2 separate regions of the Mus musculus genome follow, and region 1 is linked to region 2. The links are chromatin contacts, called in public HiChIP or PLAC-seq maps. All regions are on one chromosome and are shown on one strand. The core of a region is the stretch at or near the end of the contact, and the rest is flanking DNA. Distances in the headings are between cores, read along the strand shown.

Evidence for each region. HiChIP or PLAC-seq counts read pairs in DNA pulled down with a chosen protein or histone mark.
Region 1: a contact with region 2 is called in an H3K27ac HiChIP or PLAC-seq map of extraembryonic endoderm stem cells, with 3 times the contacts expected there. The contact joins the enhancer-like site here to the promoter of 4833412C05Rik in region 2. A contact is called at or near these places in 1 of 39 promoter capture datasets (embryonic stem cells), 11 of 484 Hi-C or Micro-C datasets (ECoMG-derived neutrophils, the HL-1 cell line, Sertoli cells and 7 more) and 7 of 115 datasets of contacts at active chromatin or transcription factors (differentiating embryonic stem cells, embryonic limb bud, embryonic stem cells and 4 more).

The regions. Positions count from the first base shown.
Region 1 is chr7:67,917,690-67,921,704 of GRCm38.p6, reverse strand. No RefSeq gene overlaps it. Among named protein-coding and RNA genes, the nearest start is that of Igf1r, 33 kb to the left of the region's middle. Within about 2 kb of position 2,729, at least 16 of the 459 cell types and tissues checked have an H3K27ac peak or open chromatin away from gene starts, as enhancers often do. A contact at or near this core is called in Sertoli cells and extraembryonic endoderm stem cells, where this site is marked.
Region 2 is chr7:67,801,662-67,805,955 of GRCm38.p6, reverse strand. 4833412C05Rik (RIKEN cDNA 4833412C05 gene) reads left to right here and starts at 2,460. Exons shown (of 3, transcript NR_045954.1): 1 at 2,460-2,591. It overlaps Gm34350 (a long non-coding RNA gene), which reads right to left and starts at 2,767. Exons shown (of 3, transcript XR_391567.3): 1 at 2,596-2,767.

The DNA.
Region 1 (4,015 bases), core at 1,480-3,979, 120 kb before region 2:
CGACAGTTGACAGTGATGGTATATGTCTATGTAATTGATACTACGTAAAAGAAGAGAATGCATATACAAATTAGTAAAGATACATTCTGGTTATAAGTACTAACTCTAGGGTGGGTAGATAGCTAGGTTAGTGAAGTGCTTGCCTTGACAGCCAGAGGACCTGTGTTCCAACCCCTAGAACCCACATAAAAGAATCTGGGCATCAGGGTGTTTGTAAGCCCAGATCTGGGGAAACAGAGACTGGTGGGTCTCTGGAGCTCATTAGCAAGCCAGCCTAGCGTAATTGGTGAGCTCAAGGCCAGTGGGAGACGCTGTCTCCAAAACAAGATAGACAGTTTCAGAGGAAGGATACTCAAGATCAACTTCTGGCCTTCACATGTGCACATGCACCTGCACATACATGGACACAGGTGTACACACACCAAAAAAATGTTACTGGTAATAACAATACAGGTTGTTAGTTTGTATGGGTAAAGAAGTTCTCCTGCATGGCTAGGGAGTAGAGATGACTGTCAGTGAGCTGTGCAGAGTTAACAGTCTAATGGGACAAACTATGGAAGTTATTGAGTGACTTAGTGTTTTCTCTACAATGTCCCCAGCTCAGTAGAGTAGTTCCTTATCCTGAGCCTAGAGTCATCAGTGCCATGCAAATGGTTTGGTAGAACTGTGAGCCAAGCAGAAGATAGCGTGACAAGAGGACATGAAATTGCAGTCACAGCAAAGCTCTCCCTCACTGTGTGGTGGTTGAGATGTACCTGTCCTTGTCCCAGCTGATGGATGGGCTTCTTCTAAGGAGTCCGTGTGTGTGTGTGTCTGTCTGTGTGTGTGTGTGTGTGTGTGTGTGTGTGTGTGTGTGTGTGAGAGAGAGAGAGAGACAGAGACAGAGACAGAGACAGAGACAGAGAGACAAAGAGGGGAAGCATAATTGATCAATTGTGGTTGGCAGCAATACACATGGTGTTAGCATGGGCTGGAAACAGGAAGCTGGTTCAAGGCCTCTTCACTTGGTCTTCCACCTCGTGCATCCGCAGAGGAATAGAAGTAAGACCCCAGGTGTATCTCTTCCAGCCTTAAGAACGGAGTCCATCCACACAATAGAGAAAAACCTTTTGCACAGAATTCACTGTCTTTAGTCACAGGTAGGTGGACAGCAGAGGATGCTCAAGAGTTGCTACCATCTGCCACTGGTGGCCCTTCAGTGGAAGCCTAGTGAGGTGGGGACTGAGACACCCTGACAGGACTCAGACTCTGACAGAGGCTGGATAAACCCTTACCCATTCTCTTGGAAAGGTGATGGGAACTTTGTAACTTTGCAGGAGAACTTCTCAAAATGCTGTGAGCGGTGGGTGTGGTGGCACATGCCCAGAATCCCAGCACTGAGAAGGCTGAACAGGATCATAAATCAGAGGTCAGTCTCTGCTACACAGTGACACCACAAACACACACACACACACACACACATCACATCACATTCACACACACTGATACCACATACACAATACGCACATGCACATATACCCCCACCCCCACATAGACACATTCTCATACACACACATACACACTGACACTCCCCCCCACCACATACCACACATGCACACACACATACATACATGTTCACACACCACTGCCACCCCCCACAGACACATTCACATAAACACACACATACACACACCATAACACACACGCACATACATACCACACACCATAGACTGAAAATTTCACCCTGGTGGGTAGGGAAGCTGCAGGCTTTTGCTGGCATAGCTGTAGCTCCTTCTGGAGTGGACATCTGGTCTGCAGGTTAGTTTAATCCTCAGGTTTCCCCATATGTCCCTAGATCCTATGTTAATCTTTCTGCCTCAGCCTCTGGTTAAAAATGACAGGCATGTGACACCGTGCTTGACTCTAAAGAACTTTAAAAAAATCCAAACAAATTAGTTGATATATTAACAGGTAACAATTACTCTGTTTTATATTAACCAATCACCACTAAAAGAATCCCCCTGAGATCAGATAAACTCACACCAGGGAGCCTTTTCTACACATGGGTGGCCACTGCGACTCTCTTTCCTGGCTGGTCAGTGTGTTGGTAACACTGTTTCTCAGTTCTCTAGCTAGCAGGGCCATTTTTGAAGGAGACACAAAGCACAAGAGGAAAATTCAACCTTCACTTTATGAATCCATAAAGAAAAAAATAAGACAACCGAGCAACAGCTGATGGCATCACAATGTTTCAGGCAGCAAAAGACTTTCCTGCCAGAGGTTGTATCTGGACTTCTCTGGCCACTTTCTTTGAGCCCCCAGGCAGATGCCTGCTGGGAGCATGCCAGGATTCTTGCTGAAGTATTTGAAGTAGAGTGTCAAAAAAAGTCCAGTTGCCACCATCACCAGGAAGTTGGGAGCCAAAGTGGGGATGCCCAGGAGGAAGATGGAAAGCTGTTCTTGGGGGTGCCTGTGTTAGGTGCTAGGAGGTCTGCATGGAGGAACAGTCCAGGCAGGGTTGTTTACGTTGCTAAAATGGGAAGGACCTCAGCGCTAACACTGAGCTAACCCTGGGAATGATTAGCTGTCTCTGCCTCCCCCCCCTCTCCTTGCCTGTGTCCTCTCCTTACCCCGACTTGTGTACTTTTAAATCAATTCTTTAGTGTTGTAGAACAATGTCTGTACACAGTAAACGCTTAAGACAATGGAGGAAGGTACAGAGCAAATAGTCTTTAATAGTACAAGGCTGGACCGACAAAGCTGCACACCTGACTGGTAGCCCAGGAAGCCTCTTTTGTGGCTGTCTCTGTGGGGTCCATGGTGGTGGAGTGTGTGTGTGTATGTGTGTGTGTGTGTGTATGTGTGTGTGTGTGTGTGTGTGTGTGTGATGGAACATTGGCATTGACCCCCATGGCTTAGAGCATGCTCAGTTAACATGTGGCCACTGAGCTGTACCTTACCCCCATGTGTGAATTGAGTCAGAGTTCAACATACTTTCAACACAGGACACGATCTTCACCTTCCATGACCACACCTGTGTCACCCACACACTGTTGGGCCCTCTTCCGTCTGTACCCATCACCAGCCATTGCCCACACCTAGGAGCACTATGGGAACTTTCTTCAACCCCTATCATTAAAAAAAAACAAAAAAACAAAAAAACAAAAAAAACAAAAAAAAACAAAAACAAAAACAAAAACAAAAACAAAAACAAAAACTTTGACAACTAGGTTCCCTGAAGTCAGACTTGCAAAGCCATCCCAGGTCTCATCAGTACCCAAGTCTGAAAGTGCCTCAATATTCGAGGGCCTCTGCCACCCCTTTTGTCACTCAAGGGATGACTGTGAAACCTTACTCTCCTTACAGCAGGGCTAAAAAGAAGCAAGCCATGGAAGTGGAGGAGAGACATAGTGATGCTGGCCCCAGACACTGACATAGTCCGTCTCTGCCCTCAGGGATGCGTGAGGATGGATGGAGGATGAACACCAAAGCCCGGAGTCTGGTCTGTAGCTCCCCTAAACATTCTGAACTTGCTTGGCTTTCCTAACTCTAGTCAAGTATGCAATGCAGATTTGTATCATTCACCAATGAAAAGCTTTTGCTAATATGCAAGAACCCAGGGAGGCAGAGTCCCATGTTCCTGACGACACAGACAGATCCAAGCCACCTTCTAAGCAGTAGATACAAGGCTCCTTCTTGGATGAGGCAAAGGTCTGAACCTGGGCCAAGAGGACATGTTCAAAGTGCAGGAGTTACCCTCCCTTTCCACAGTCAGTTGCCTTGGGCTTTTCTGCATATGGATTAGCCAACACCTGGCACCTTCCCAGTGAGGGCGAACCCAGCTACACTCTATATGAGGGTGAACCTAGCTACACTCTACAATCAAATGATCTTGGACTTCTTCAGGTATTCAACCATTAGACACTGTAATTTTAATTTTTTAATTGATAAAATATATTCTATGTATTCATGGAGTACTTTGTGGAGGAACCATTATAAGTGGAATGTCACTTAAATTAAAAATGAGAACTAAATA
Region 2 (4,294 bases), core at 1,211-3,710:
GGGACAAGCCATGCTGTCATGGTGCAGGCAAACCACAACTGCTCCTGATATAGGGACTGGGTTCTGGGATGTCACAACCAACCTAGACAGCCAGTGAGAGTGCTGTCATTCAAGCTGGCTCCAGAGAGGAGCAGAGGATCCTTCAAGGAGAGCCAGGCTGACCTCCTGTGACATAAAACAGAAATGCCACAGAGGCCACTGAAGGCAGTCACGAGCCTGTGCAATTGGAGGTTTGGTGAACCATCTGGCTATCAGTGGAGTTTTGAATGACTGTAACCAATAAAACAAAGACTGTGGAGCAGCCTGTTCCTGGATAGCCTTTCGGGAACTCCCCACACACGCACGCACTTACTATGTGGCATGCTGAGTGAATTCTTAGAAACCAGGAACCCACCCAAATTAATAGGAACAGCTTCAAAACTGTCTCACGGAAAATAAAGATGTTCCTTGGATTTAATCTTGTTCGCACAGACTTTAAGATAAAAGAGAGGAAGGGGAAGAAGCAGAAGAGGAAGAAGGAAAATCTCAATGTGTGAGATTGCTGTATAATCCCAGCACTGGGGGACAGACAGACAGACTGCTGGGGCTTGCTGATCAACCTAAGGGAATATAGGTGGGCAGCGCCTGAGAAAGGAAACTGAACTTGTCCACTGCCCTCCACTAGAACATGTCCCCACATATATACATGCAACACATACAAAGAAATGCAACCAGGTACCGTAGGATGTAAGGCAAGCATGAACCTGTCACCCCAATAATTTTCAAAAGTTGTCCATAATTGTGTGACTCAGAAAACTGATGTCTTCCCAGGTGAAGAAACCCAAAGTGGGAGGTCATTAGGGTCCCTGTCAGGAGGCAGATGGGGAAGAGCTTAGACTTGTCGGCTTCTCTTTGGAGCCATCAACAACCAAGCAACAAGAACCGGTGCTGCAGACTGACCACCTAGGAGCCATTTTGGAGGTCAGTGAAAGTCCAGGAAGAGGGTCTACTGTTGATCCATCTTTAAAACGTCTCTGTGCTCTGTTTTGAATGCAATTTACCCATTTTATGCTTTGCCTCCATGTATGTATGGGCACCACATGCATGCTTGGCACCTGAGGCGATTGGAAGAAGACATCGCTTGGAACTGGAGTTGCAGATGGTGGAGAATCACCTTGTGTATGCTGGGAATCCAGCCTGGGTCACCTACAAGAGCTGCAAGTGTTCTTAACCACTACAGCCCAAATCTTGGCGTTTTGTTTTTGTTTTTGTTTTTGTTTTGAGACAGAATGTAATTATATAGCCCTGACTGGCCCTCTAGGCTCAAACTCACTAAGCCCCCTGCTTCCTGAGTGCTGGGATGAAAGGCAAGTGTTAAAGTGTTGGGAGGCCACTATGCCCTGCCAGCTCCCTGTGATACCCCTGGGCTTTACCTGGAGGAGTCACTGGAAGGGGCGGCGGCAAGGGTGGGGGTGGGGGGCGTGCGTGCGTGCGTGCGTGTGTGTGTGTGTGTGTGTGTGTGTGTGTGTGTGTGTGTGTGTGTGTGTGTGGCAGTTCTCAATCACTGAAACAAACATTGGCTTTGGGGAACCAGCATTGTCCATTACTGTTGGGGTGACCAGAGCCTTTCTAACCTCAAGATAAAATGGTGGCAATTGTTCTCTTGCAGGAAGGTGTAGGAAAGGAACCAGCCACGTGGCGGTTCGAACTTAAAAACTCTTCGGGCCACAAGGAGGAAAGTGGGTCGCTTCACACCCCCAGGCTCACGGAGAGGCAGGAAGAGCAAGGAGGAGGCGGGGGGGGGGGGGTAGAGAGGAGATTGAGAGGAAAAAGGATGGGCAAGAAAGCGAATCTCCCAGCTGGTGCAGAGCCCCACACGGTGCCTTACTGACACACATCCAGAGATTCGAGTCCCCTGAACCCGCGTGGGTGACTTTGAAGCAGATTCCCGCCTGGCACAGCGCACTCTCCAGCCGCTCACGTGAAATCCATCAAGGCAAAGTCACACCCTACAGCCAGAGCAATTCGGGAAGCTTGACTCTCCCACAAACAAGGTATTGGGCTCTTTCCTCCCCATTCCCTTCCTCTGAAGCTTAGCTTCTCCCTCCGCATCACTGTCCACGTGCGGACTCATAAGGCGCCCACCCCCATCCGGGCGGGTCCCCACCCTAGGGCATTGGATCCTGCGGGTTGTTTACCAGCTGGCCATCTCCCCAGACCCTGCGCGGTGCCGCCACCTGCCGGTGGGAGACTGAACTGCACCCGCGGGTGCGGGCCAGCAACTGCGGGCTGATGACCCAACGCCGCAGGCATCCGAGGATAACCTTTCCCCTTTCTTTCCAAGACCAAATAAGGGGGCTCTTGCCTCTGTGAGCTGTGCCTGTGGCGGTTAAGCCAAGGGGCGTGGAAAGGAGGATCCCAGAACGAGGCTGACAGTCAGCTAAACAACCCACTACATTGTTCCCTCCCCACATGGCCTCCTCCCTGCTCCCCGGCAGTCCCCACATGCAGCAGCAGACTAGTGGGTAGAACTGCAGGGGTATGGAGACATCCCGAACTTCAGCAGCAGCAGTCCCAGCACCCCGCCCCCAACCTCAGGCATGAAGAGCAAGGTACCTGCAGTAGCTTACTCCTGGGTGTTGCCCAAGCTCAGGACCCTCGGGCCTGGGGGTCAGTAGGGCTGAGAGAAGCCTCAGACCTTGGGGAGGGGCGAGAGAGGTGACACTTGTAGAGGAGCTAGACAGGGCTGTCAGACCTCTGAACCTTGGCATCACCCACACAGAGGGAGTCACAGTGGCTGACAGTGTTCAGTAACCACAGAAACCAAGATTTGACCTATATTTTCAAACATGGCCTCGACTCCAGCTTCCCCTCCTTGAAATCGTAGTGAAAGCGTCTGACTTGACTTGTTATGAATGCTCCTCTTGCTTTAGATTCCAGAAGGCCACCCAGAAGGCAAATCAAGAAACCTCACTAGATGGTTTGTGGATAACGGGAGGGTCCTGATGGGTTCCAGGAAGGAGTCAGAGGCTCTCCTCGTTCACTACCTCTTACCGATCACAGTGGTGACTAGATGATTGCGCTCATGTATGTGCTTTTTGACTGTGTGCACTTTGGGTGTTTTGAGTGATGAAACAGAGGGGAGCAAACCAACACTTTGGTCAGGATGACAGAGTGCTTATAGCCTGTCCGATCCGAGCCTTGATTGAGCGCTCCCTGGGTGCTAACCACTGTTCTGAATATCCCACATCATTACCATCTGCAGGTACCTCTGCTACGGGGAAGGACCACGCCTTCAGAAACACAGCCTTCCTCCTACCACCCAGCCAGGTCACTAACTGGATTCAGGCTCAGGCCTTGGGGTTCCAGAGTGTATATACCCTTGACCCAAACCCTAAATGTTCATTAATAGGGATTTGATTCGTTTACTGTACACCCATGTAATGGAATCGTCTTTGGCTGCTTAAATGGGATGTAGACTAGGAATAATTGTCAGAGGCCAAATATCCACCACACACTGTTAAATGGACACAGCAGGGAGTCAACAGCGTGTATAAGTGGATCTTGTCCTGTGGCTGTTCAGAGGGGACTCATGGCAGCACTAAACTGTGGGCCTTGGTGGGTGGCGGAACTTTAGGTGGCTAATTTTACAGGGATGCTTTCTTCCTTCATTGCTGAGCTCTTTGTGATCCACTGTCAAGGCCGTGAATAAATCCCCCACAAAGTCTTCCCTGATCCCCCGAATTGGACACTAACGACCCCCGTGTCCCTCTGGTGTGGGAACTTGCGTGGGATGGTTTCTTAGTTACATAAGCTCTCGGCTCTATTGCCAGCTGAACTGATGACTTTGGAAGGGAGACATGAGCGGTGTCTCCGGTTTCCATGTTTCCTTTGTATCCTCTGTGGGATTCAAATATTTACCTATAGTTTGGCGTCACCCAGTGCTGATGGGAGGACCCAGTGAAGAATTAATTCCATAATTAGTTGTTTGATGTTGGCCTTCTTTTAGTTCAATAAGTTCCCAAGGACAGAGACATGCTTTTCCTAGTCAGCTACATGTCCTGACACTAGGTCTGCCATAGCACACAGCCTGTAGGTACTCCATATAGGTTTACTATGCAAATGAGCATAGCCCTTCGTCTTAAGGAAGCAAAATGGGAGGGTTCTCTATGTCCAGATGTACTATCAAATAATTAAGCATCTCTACAAGGCAGAGACTCTTAGTAGGAACTGGTTCTGGCTAGCAGGGCAGAAAGGGACAGTTTGGAACTGACAAGAAGGCAGAAGAGGCTTTAAAAACTGGGCAGGAAACAAA